Linked DNA regions of Mus musculus: regions 2 and 3 are each linked to region 1. Evidence: chromatin contacts called from public Hi-C data. All regions are on one chromosome and are shown on one strand. The core of a region is the stretch at or near the end of the contact, and the rest is flanking DNA. Distances in the headings are between cores, read along the strand shown.

Region 1 (2,819 bases), core at 160-2,659:
CCTGGCGTTTCCCCTGTACTGGGGCATATAAAGTTTGCGTGTCCAATGGGCCTCTCTTTGCAGTGATGGCCGACTAGGCCATCTTTTGATACATATGCAGCTAGAGACAAGAGTGAGGTGGAATCTCAGGGTTGTTTTGATTTGCATTTCCCTGATGATTAAGGATGTTGAACATTTTTTCAGGTGCTTCTCTGCCATTCGGTATTCCTCGGGTGAGAAATCTTTGTTCAGTTCTGAGCCCCATTTTTTAATGGCGTTATTTGATTTTATGGAGTCTACCTTCTTGAGTTCTTTATATATATTGGATATTAGTCCCCTGTCCGATTTGGGATAGGTAAAGATCCTTTCCCAATCTGTTGGTGGTCTTTTTGTCTTATTGACGATGTCTTTTGCCTTGCAGAAGCTTTATAATTTTATGAGGTCCCATTTATCGATTCTCGATCTTACAGCACAAGCCATTGCTGTTCTATTCAGGAATTTTTCCCCTGTACCCATATCTTCGAGGCTTTTCCCTACTTTCTCCTCTGTAAGTTTCAGTGTCTCTGGTTTTATGTGGAGTTCCTTAATCCACTTAGATTTGACCTTAGTACAAGGAGATAGTAATGGATCAATTCGCAATCTTCTACATGATAACAGCCAGTTGTGCCAGCACCATTTGTTGAAAATGCTGTCTTTTTTCCACTGGATGGTTTTAGCTCCCTTGTCAAAGATCAAGTGACCATAGGTGTGTGGGTTCATCTCTGGGTCTTCAATTCTGTTCCATTGGTCTACTTGTCTGTCGCTATACCAGTACCATGCAGTTTTGGCGAGGATGTGGAGAAAGAGGAACGCTCCTCCATTGTTGGTGGGATTGCAAGCTTGTACAACCACTCTGGAAATCATTCTGGCGGTTCCTCAGAAAATTGGACATAGTACTACCGGAAGATCCAGCAATACCTCTTCTGGGCATATATCCAGAAGATGCCCCAACCGGTAAGAAGGACACATGCTCCACTATGTTCATAGCAGCCTTATTTATAATAGCCAGAAGCTGGAAAGAACCCAGATGCCCCTCAACAGAGGAATGGATACAGAAAATGTGGTACATTTACACAATGGAGTACTACTCAGCTATTAAAAAGAATGAATTTATAAAATTCCTAGGCAAATGGATGGACCTGGAGGGCATCATCCTGAGTGAGGTAACCCAATCACAAAGGAACTCTCACAATATGTACTCACTGATAAGTGGAAAATAAAGTTTTAATGAAGAAAAAAAACCGCAAACAAAAATTTCTGCCTAACAACTCACTATTCTAATGTCCTGTGGAAACGGCTCTGTTTTCAGGAGGCCACATCTACACCTGACCTCTTCCTCAGAATGTGCTCTTAGTCAAGCTACAAGCCACATCCCAAGGAAGTCTTCTATATTGCTCAACATCCTGCAACTCAACTGCTATATTATGACATTGCAAAATGCTCACTGCTTCCCCAAAGCACCAAACACCCATTTATAAATTCAAAGAAAACAGAAGCCTTAGAACAATGCAGAAGCAGGATCATTTTTAACTGAAAAAACAGATGAGTGGTCTACACTGAAATTATAAGAAAAAGAAATTCAGGCTTTCAAACAATGATGGCAGGACGGACAACCAGAGAAATACAGGGGACAGGCACTAGTGGCTTCACCTGGTGCAGGTGCTGCTGTGTCAGATAAGGAACAGAGTGTGCCCGCCTACCTGTTGGCATCCAGAGCCGGCTGTGCAGCTGTCCGACCGTCACTCTTGTTCTTGGCCTCTCTTCGTCTCCGAGTCAACACTTCACCATTAAAAGAAAAAAATGTTAGCTGGCAATAGACTCAGGATATAGAAGACAAAATTTATTAAGAAGAAACAATTTTCCGGGCGTGGTGGCACACGCCTTTAATCCCAGCACTCGGGAGGCAGAGGCAGACGGATTTCTGAGTTCGAGGCCAGCCTGGTCTACAGAGTGAGTTCCAAGACACCAGGGCTACACAGAGAAACCCTGTCTTGAAAAACAAAAAAACAAAACAACAAAAAAATTTAAACCTATTCTGTGAGGAAGAAGTTCACTGACTGGGAAACCACAACCTTTCTAATATTGAAAATAATACAAGTGACCAAAACTGCCAGCCACAAGATGTTCCCTCTCTGTTGCTAATTCATGAGATATAAAAGTCTAGTTCACTCCAAGGAAGGTTTCTGTGTTCTACCTAAACATCAGTCAGTCAAGGAACATATACATCCTCTACCAAAATTCTGTCTGGTGTACCACAGATCCAATGAAGTACTGTAGGAAACGCAGTGATGGTAGCTACAGGTGAGTCCTACATAAGCCCCAGGCCTTACAAACTTCTCAGTGCTGCACTTCCTAAGTGAGGAAGAGTAGGACAGCAAGCACAGCTGGCCCGTCTACTCCACTAGGACCACCTCCCACTTCTACTGCGGGCATACAGGCGATAGAAGTATCTGTCTCGCATCAAAGATATCTGCTTATGGAATCATAATCCCTCTTAATGATCTTATAGGTTATTTAATCAAGTGTTTTCTAGTCTTTGGCAAACAAAAAGTAAACATTTCTCTTCAAAGTATGCCTTCCTTACACTTAACACACCACAGAGAATATTTAGAAAGTTACTGGAGTATGAAACAACCTATCCTGTGCATTACTTGAATCTTTAGTGTGCACAATCTGGGTTACACCAGCTATTGAATAAATAAATATCTATTAGGTTGCAGTTAAGTATTTGGCACACAAGCCTAAGGACCTCAGCTTGATCCCTGGGTAAAAAACAGGACAGGGTGGCTTTTGTCCCAGTG
Region 2 (2,896 bases), core at 186-2,685, 220 kb before region 1:
CACAGAAGTCCCAGTGCCTTGGGGGGGGGTAGCTTGGGTATAGTCCATACCTTGGTCAGTCTCTGACCAAAAACTTAGCCACCTTAGTGAAGCAGAGTACCTGGAAAAAAAGTGTGAAAGTTGGGTCAGAATGGTATGTGCGTGTGCGTGCGTGTGTGTGTGTGTGTGTGCATGCGTGTGCGTGCGTGTGCGAGTGCATGCATGCACATGTTGTGTATCCAGGCCTTTAGACTGATTGTAAGTTGAAACTATTGTTAATTGGAAAACGCTCTAAACCACCCTGCCCTCCAGCCCCACAGAGCATCATGGCTTACTCGCCTAGTCTGCTGTCCTGAGAAGTGTTCATTAGCATCGTTGGGCAAATCATTAACACAAGCCTATTTAAAATAAAGTGTTGAACATCACAGGTAATTTATTGAACATAACGCTGAAAGTGAGAAACAGGACGGTTGTCTGGATAGGCACTTCCAACACTGTAAAACTGAAAAATTCTAGCCTAAACCGTTGAAATAAAGGACCATCTGCCATGACAGGCCTCTCTTTAGAGGGCTGCCACCAAGATGAGAAATTCTGCTAAGAACCAAAGAACCAAGAGGGGCCAGCTTGGCTCCCCCCCCAGGTTATTACCCTCAGGGTGGACTCCAGGACTGACAGCAGCCAGCATGGCCTTGATGGGAAAAGGTGAAGGCCACTCATTTCCTGACAAGGTGAGGGGGAGTGAATGGAAGACAAAAGCCATTAGTGTCCCCCAGTGGTTGAGAGTTGGGTTGACCTCAGTCAAGCTCAAAGCAGGCACCTGAGATACAGGGGAAGCCACACTGTAGACTCTAAGGCCTAACCATTGGAAGGCCTGTTTACGTCAGGCTCAGAGCGGGTGGTCCCACTCCCACTGGAACCCACTGAAGGTAGCTTGGCACCAGCTCTTCCTCTGGTCCTGTGTCTGTGGGTAGGAGGGCCTGTTCTCAAAATGTACGTGGAATGAATGAACGAGACTGCATAAGCACCCAGTGTGGCACCAGCCTGCAGGGAATTTGGAGCGGAATAGCCCACACATAAGCCCTATCCATCTACGGATGGGGCTTGTGACACTGCCCAGGTTGGAGGACAGGGCTACACCAGCAGATAGCCAGAGGCTTTCTGTGGAGGTCACTGGGAAGGGGGCTGGGACCTCAAGTGACAGGCTGTGGCAGAGAGAAGGGTATTCTGCAGTGACCCTGGCTTTTGATTCCACCCTGTGGATCTCGGAGGGTATGGGGGTTGAGCAAATAGGTGTATAACGGTCCAGTGCTGTCCGGTTAGAGCAGGGAAGGGAGGGGAAGTGAGAGGAGGGGGATTCCTTGGTTGGGGGAGGGGGAGACTAGAGGAGCCAGAGGAGCCGAATGCTGGCCTCTGCGGAGGACACCCCAAGGTTACCTTGGTCTGTAGCCACAGAGCTGCTAGCGGTGGTGACAACAGAGAGCGGCAGCCTCTCGGAGTTTTATTATCATTCAAATGAGGATGTGGAGAGGTATTTCATTTGATTGGTAGAATAATAGGAGCCATTTATCTACCTCCCCTCAACCTTTCATATCTGTTTCACTATTTTATGGGATCACATACATCATAGTAAAGGCAAAAATGTATTTTTTTCCCTTGACTTGGGGGCTGAGGAGGGGTGAGGCCGGGATGGGAAGGAGGCGCTTGGCAGTGGCTGGCAGGAGCTGAAGGAAATGAAATCGAAAGAGACTATTACTGCTGACAGACAGCTACATCTGAGAGGGAATAAGGAACTCCCCGTGCTGCAAGCTTGAGGAGTTTTAAATGGAAGACCTAACAGCCTTCAGCCCCGGGTCCATGGAGGGGTAGAGGACGGTGTGTGTGTGTGTGTGTGTGTGTGTGTGTATGGCAGGGGACGAGGAGGGCAGGGCAGGGCAGCCTGGAGGGTCCTTGTGAGGGACAGCGCAGCACTGGAATCCTTTTGTTTGGCATGTTGTTCTCCCTTTGAAAAAGTTCGAGAGGCTGGAGAGATGGCTTGGTGGTTAAGAGCACTGACTGCTCTTCCAGAGGTCCTGAGTTCAAATCCCAGCAGCTGCATGGTGGCTCCCAACCATCTGTAATGGGATCCAATGCCCTCTTCTAGTGTGTTTGAAGATATATATATATATACACACATACATACATACATATACACACACACATATATACACACACATATGCACACACATACATGCACACACATACACAAACATGTACACACATACTCATGCACACACATACACACATATATGTACATATAAAAGGAAAGGTTAGAACACTACAGGCGAAACTCCTGGTGTCCATTTGCCCTAGTCCTGGCCCCTCTGGCCCAACCCAGGGGCAACAACCTACTCCTCTTGCTTTATAATTACACAGAGACTTTTAAAATGTCAGTTCTGTTTTTGTGGGTATTCCCCCGTTTCTAAAGAGGAAAGACCCGTTCTGGGTCATTCAACCTACTTTCACTCAACATGTTTCCAAGTTCTGTGTAGGCACAGTTGGTTCTAGGCTGTTCCCAGAACTGTCACTCAGGGTTCCTGTCCCCTCAATGCACCGATTGGTAGTTTCCAATTCTCCACAACTACAAATGTGATTCAAGGAACACCCCTTTCCCTCTTTTCAGGTACAAGAACAGGGTTTTCTCCAGAGCAGATGAGTAGAGGAGTTGCTGATGCTATGTGTGTGTGTGTGTGTGCATGTGTGTGTAAGTGTGTACATGTGTGTATGTATGTGCATATGAGTATGTGTGTGAATGTTTGTGTATGTGTGTGTGCATATGTGTTTTTGTGTATATGTGTGTTTATGTGCAAGTATGTATGTGTGTGCATGTGTGTATGTGTGTGCATGTGCATATGTGTGTACATATGTGTGTATTTGTGTG
Region 3 (2,886 bases), core at 60-2,559, 250 kb before region 1:
GTCTCCCTGCCTCCCTCCCTCCCTCCCTCCCTCTCTCCCTCCCTCCCTCTCTCCCTCCCTCCCTCTCTCCCTCCCTCCCTCTCTCCTCCCCCCCCCCTTCAAGTATGGACTAGGTTAGAGAGGAATTTGTGTAAAGACAGGTAGGACTGGGAACTGGGAATGCCCTGCACAGCCTTCCCATCTGAAGACAGTCCTATGGATTCTGTGTGTCTCCTCCTGCTGAAATGATGGATGGATAAACCTTCATGAGTGAAGAGATTACAGTGGTAGTTAGGCTTCACCGTGGTCTTGTTAGGAGGGATTCACTTGATGCTGATGATGCTTAAGGCCCTTTCTGTATCTAAATAAACACTTCTGGAACAAACTTGGAATCTAAATATTTAAGATCAGACGTACCTAAACCTGCATCTGCTCTGTCCTGTTTTGCATCAGAAGGACTCTGGTGAATCCCAGGTATCAAGGCAGTCAAGTAGGTATGGGACAGGGCGACCATAGGAATAGGCAAAACAGAACAGGCGTGGCATGGCACGCCAGCCTGTTTGTATTCAACTACACTGTGTGTGAATGCATGGCACTGTTCATTGGTCCCACTATTCCCAACCACTTATCCCTGGGGAGTGGACTCCTCTGGTTCTTGAATCTTAGACTGGAGATCCACTGTAATTATTCACACTTGGCTCACCAGCTTTGCCAGTTGGCTCATCTGGGGCCTCTGGAGGACTTGGGGAACTTGAGAGAAGCTAACTGGAGGACGGACTTAGAGAGGAGACGGGGACTCTTCAGAGGTGGGGGTTGCAAGGGGTTGAGTGTGACTGGGGTGTAGCCAAAGCCTGGCCCAGAGGCAGGGTCTTGGGGAGAAGTGAGACCTGTGGACCATAAAAAAAAAAAAAAGACGGATGTCTTGGGCGTGGCTCCAAGAAGGCCGACTGTGGCTCAGAACTGAGGCTGAGTAGGGCGGAGCTCCAGGAGGACTGAGGCCGGTTGGAGGCGGGGTTTGGGGCTCATCAGAGGCGGGACCCGGTTTAGAGGCGGAGCTCGAGAACAGAAGTTAGCTAGGGCAGAGCCTTGGGCGGGGCGTAGGCGGGACTGCGGGAGGACAGCGGCTAGGCATGGGCGGAGCCTGAGAGGATTAAGCCCGGCTGGGGGCGGAGTCGTGGTTATGGGCGGGGCCCGTGAGGACTGAACTTGACTGGGACGGGGTCGTGGGCGGGGCTCCAAGAAGACCGAGCCTTGCTGGGGCGGGGTGTGGACTGACACTGTGGGCGGGGCCGGAGCGCTGTTGGAGGGCGGGGTCGGATGAGGGCACCGCACTCCGGGTGTGGCTGTCCGAGCGCCGTGGGCGGTGCCACAGCGGGCGGGGCAGCCGGTGAGCTGTGTGGCTTTGACCATGAAGCCGCAGCCACCGGGCTAGGCCCGGGGCTGCTCCAGGCCTGGGCGGCCCGCAGAGGGCTGGGCCGGTCACCGGCTCGGGTTCCCGGGACGGCAGGTGGCCGCTCACCATGCCCGGCAAGCACCAGCAATTCCAGGACCCTGAGGTCGGCTGCTGCGGGAAATACTTCCTGTTTGGCTTCAACATTGTCTTCTGGGTGAGCGCGAGTCCGCTTCTCGCTCTGCGCTGAGGATAGGGGTTAGGGAGTCTCAGTTGCTGGTGAGGGAGATCCCGTCTCAGGAGCTTGCGACCAGGGACTGTCCCCCACCCCCTCCACCCCGATGCCCCGTCCCCAACTATTCTGGGGAGCTACTGGGATAGCTGGGGGGCGGGACCCAGTCCCAGCAGGAGGTGCTGGGAGTCTCTCTTTGCAGCCCCAAGTTTGGGCGAAAAAGGGGGCGGCGTTTGCCGGAAGACTGCAGGGGCGCGGTAGTTGCGGACCAGCCCCGCCCCGCCTCCCGGCCACTCCAGCTCCCAGCATGGTGCGGTGAGGTTCGCGAGGCTGGGTCCTAGCCCCGAGTCTACCCTACAGACGCTCAGAAGCTTGTGAGCCAGGAGGTTAGGAGAGAGGAAAGCCAAGGCCTCTGCCTCTGCAGGGAGAGGAGCTCCAGTTGAGAACAGGGAACTGTCCCTTGGGAACAGAATTCAGCATTCCATAGCTGACCAAACAAACAGAGGCTTCCTTCTGTGTGGCATCTGTGTCCTGGTCCTGCCAAGTCATCTTTCTCTTCTCCCTCCCCCATCCTATCGCCAAAGCCGGGCTGTGCTTGCTGTCCTTTATGCCAGGCCTTTCCCACTTGCATTCAGCAGGATTCAGCGGCTCTGTTCTCCACCCACGAGCCGTCGGGTTTGCCCTGTGGTGGGTGTCCTTGGATGTCAGCAGTCTTCTGTTCTGTAGGGTGTGGGCAGCTACAGGGAGCGCTGGCCTGGAAGTCAAAGGGCCTGAGTGTAGCAGGCCTTGTCCAGAGGCTTTTGGGCGAGCCTCTTTGCTCTCTGGGCTTTAGCTTTCCAGCCTTGGAGGAGCCAGTATTGGAGTTTATCCTTCTGGGTTGTTAGATTAAACGAGAGTTTTTTGTTGTTGAGACAGGGTCTCACTCTAGCCCATTCTGGCTTGCAATTTGCTGCAGTTTTCCTGTCTGAGTTTCTTGGGTGCTGGGATTACAGGTGTGAGCCATCACACCCAGCTTAGTAACACATGAATTCTGATGAGGCACATTCTCCCGACTGCCTTATTATTATCTGTAGTTTACAGATAGGGGACTGAATGAATAGACGGTAAGAGCTTAAATTATTTGTCTCGAGAAACATGATTATCAGTGGGTGGAGGGAAGGAAGAGAGGCTAAGTAACTCTGGGGGTAGGGGGATGAAAGTCCCAGCTTTGTTCCTGGGCAAGGGTGGGGCGCCTGGGCAGGGGAGTAAAGATGGACAGAACATTAAGGTCCTATGCTTGGGTGGC

What was found. Hi-C and Micro-C count contacts between places; a contact is called where the count stands out from the background.
Region 2: a contact with region 1 is called in a Hi-C map of bone marrow-derived macrophages, with 19 read pairs. The contact joins two enhancer-like sites. A contact is called at or near these places in 4 of 15 datasets of contacts at CTCF or cohesin (the NIH/3T3 cell line and embryonic stem cells), 34 of 484 Hi-C or Micro-C datasets (the AML12 cell line, the MPC-11 cell line, the N1E-115 cell line and 16 more) and 8 of 115 datasets of contacts at active chromatin or transcription factors (the HPC-7 cell line, acute myeloid leukemia, bone marrow-derived dendritic cells and 4 more).
Region 3: a Hi-C map of bone marrow-derived macrophages shows a contact between it and region 1, with 44 read pairs. The contact joins the promoter of Tspan17 here to the enhancer-like site in region 1. A contact is called at or near these places in 13 of 39 promoter capture datasets (the 3T3-L1 cell line, 3T3-L1-derived adipocytes, the C10 cell line and 9 more), 9 of 15 datasets of contacts at CTCF or cohesin (CD8 T cells, the NIH/3T3 cell line, embryonic stem cells and 2 more), 68 of 484 Hi-C or Micro-C datasets (the 63-12 cell line, the AML12 cell line, the G1E-ER4 cell line and 30 more), 25 of 115 datasets of contacts at active chromatin or transcription factors (the HPC-7 cell line, the NIH/3T3 cell line, SST interneurons and 17 more) and 5 of 9 other capture datasets (adipose tissue, bone marrow-derived macrophages, liver and 2 more).

What each region holds. Positions count from the first base shown.
Region 1 is chr13:55,038,827-55,041,645 of GRCm38.p6, forward strand. Uimc1 (ubiquitin interaction motif containing 1) reads right to left here. Exons shown (of 15, transcript NM_011307.3): 11 at 1,719-1,797. Among named protein-coding and RNA genes, the nearest start is that of Hk3, 19 kb to the left of the region's middle. Within about 2 kb of position 1,410, at least 55 of the 459 cell types and tissues checked have an H3K27ac peak or open chromatin away from gene starts, as enhancers often do. A contact at or near this core is called in the HPC-7 cell line, acute myeloid leukemia, adipose tissue and 4 more, where this site is marked.
Region 2 is chr13:54,817,221-54,820,116 of GRCm38.p6, forward strand. No RefSeq gene overlaps it. Among named protein-coding and RNA genes, the nearest start is that of Tspan17, 29 kb to the left of the region's middle. Within about 2 kb of position 1,436, at least 24 of the 459 cell types and tissues checked have an H3K27ac peak or open chromatin away from gene starts, as enhancers often do. A contact at or near this core is called in bone marrow-derived macrophages, where this site is marked.
Region 3 is chr13:54,788,096-54,790,981 of GRCm38.p6, forward strand. Tspan17 (tetraspanin 17) reads left to right here and starts at 1,310. Exons shown (of 8, transcript NM_028841.3): 1 at 1,310-1,586. The coding sequence starts at 1,500. It overlaps Eif4e1b (eukaryotic translation initiation factor 4E family member 1B), which reads left to right. Exons shown (of 7, transcript NM_001033269.3): 7 at 1-364.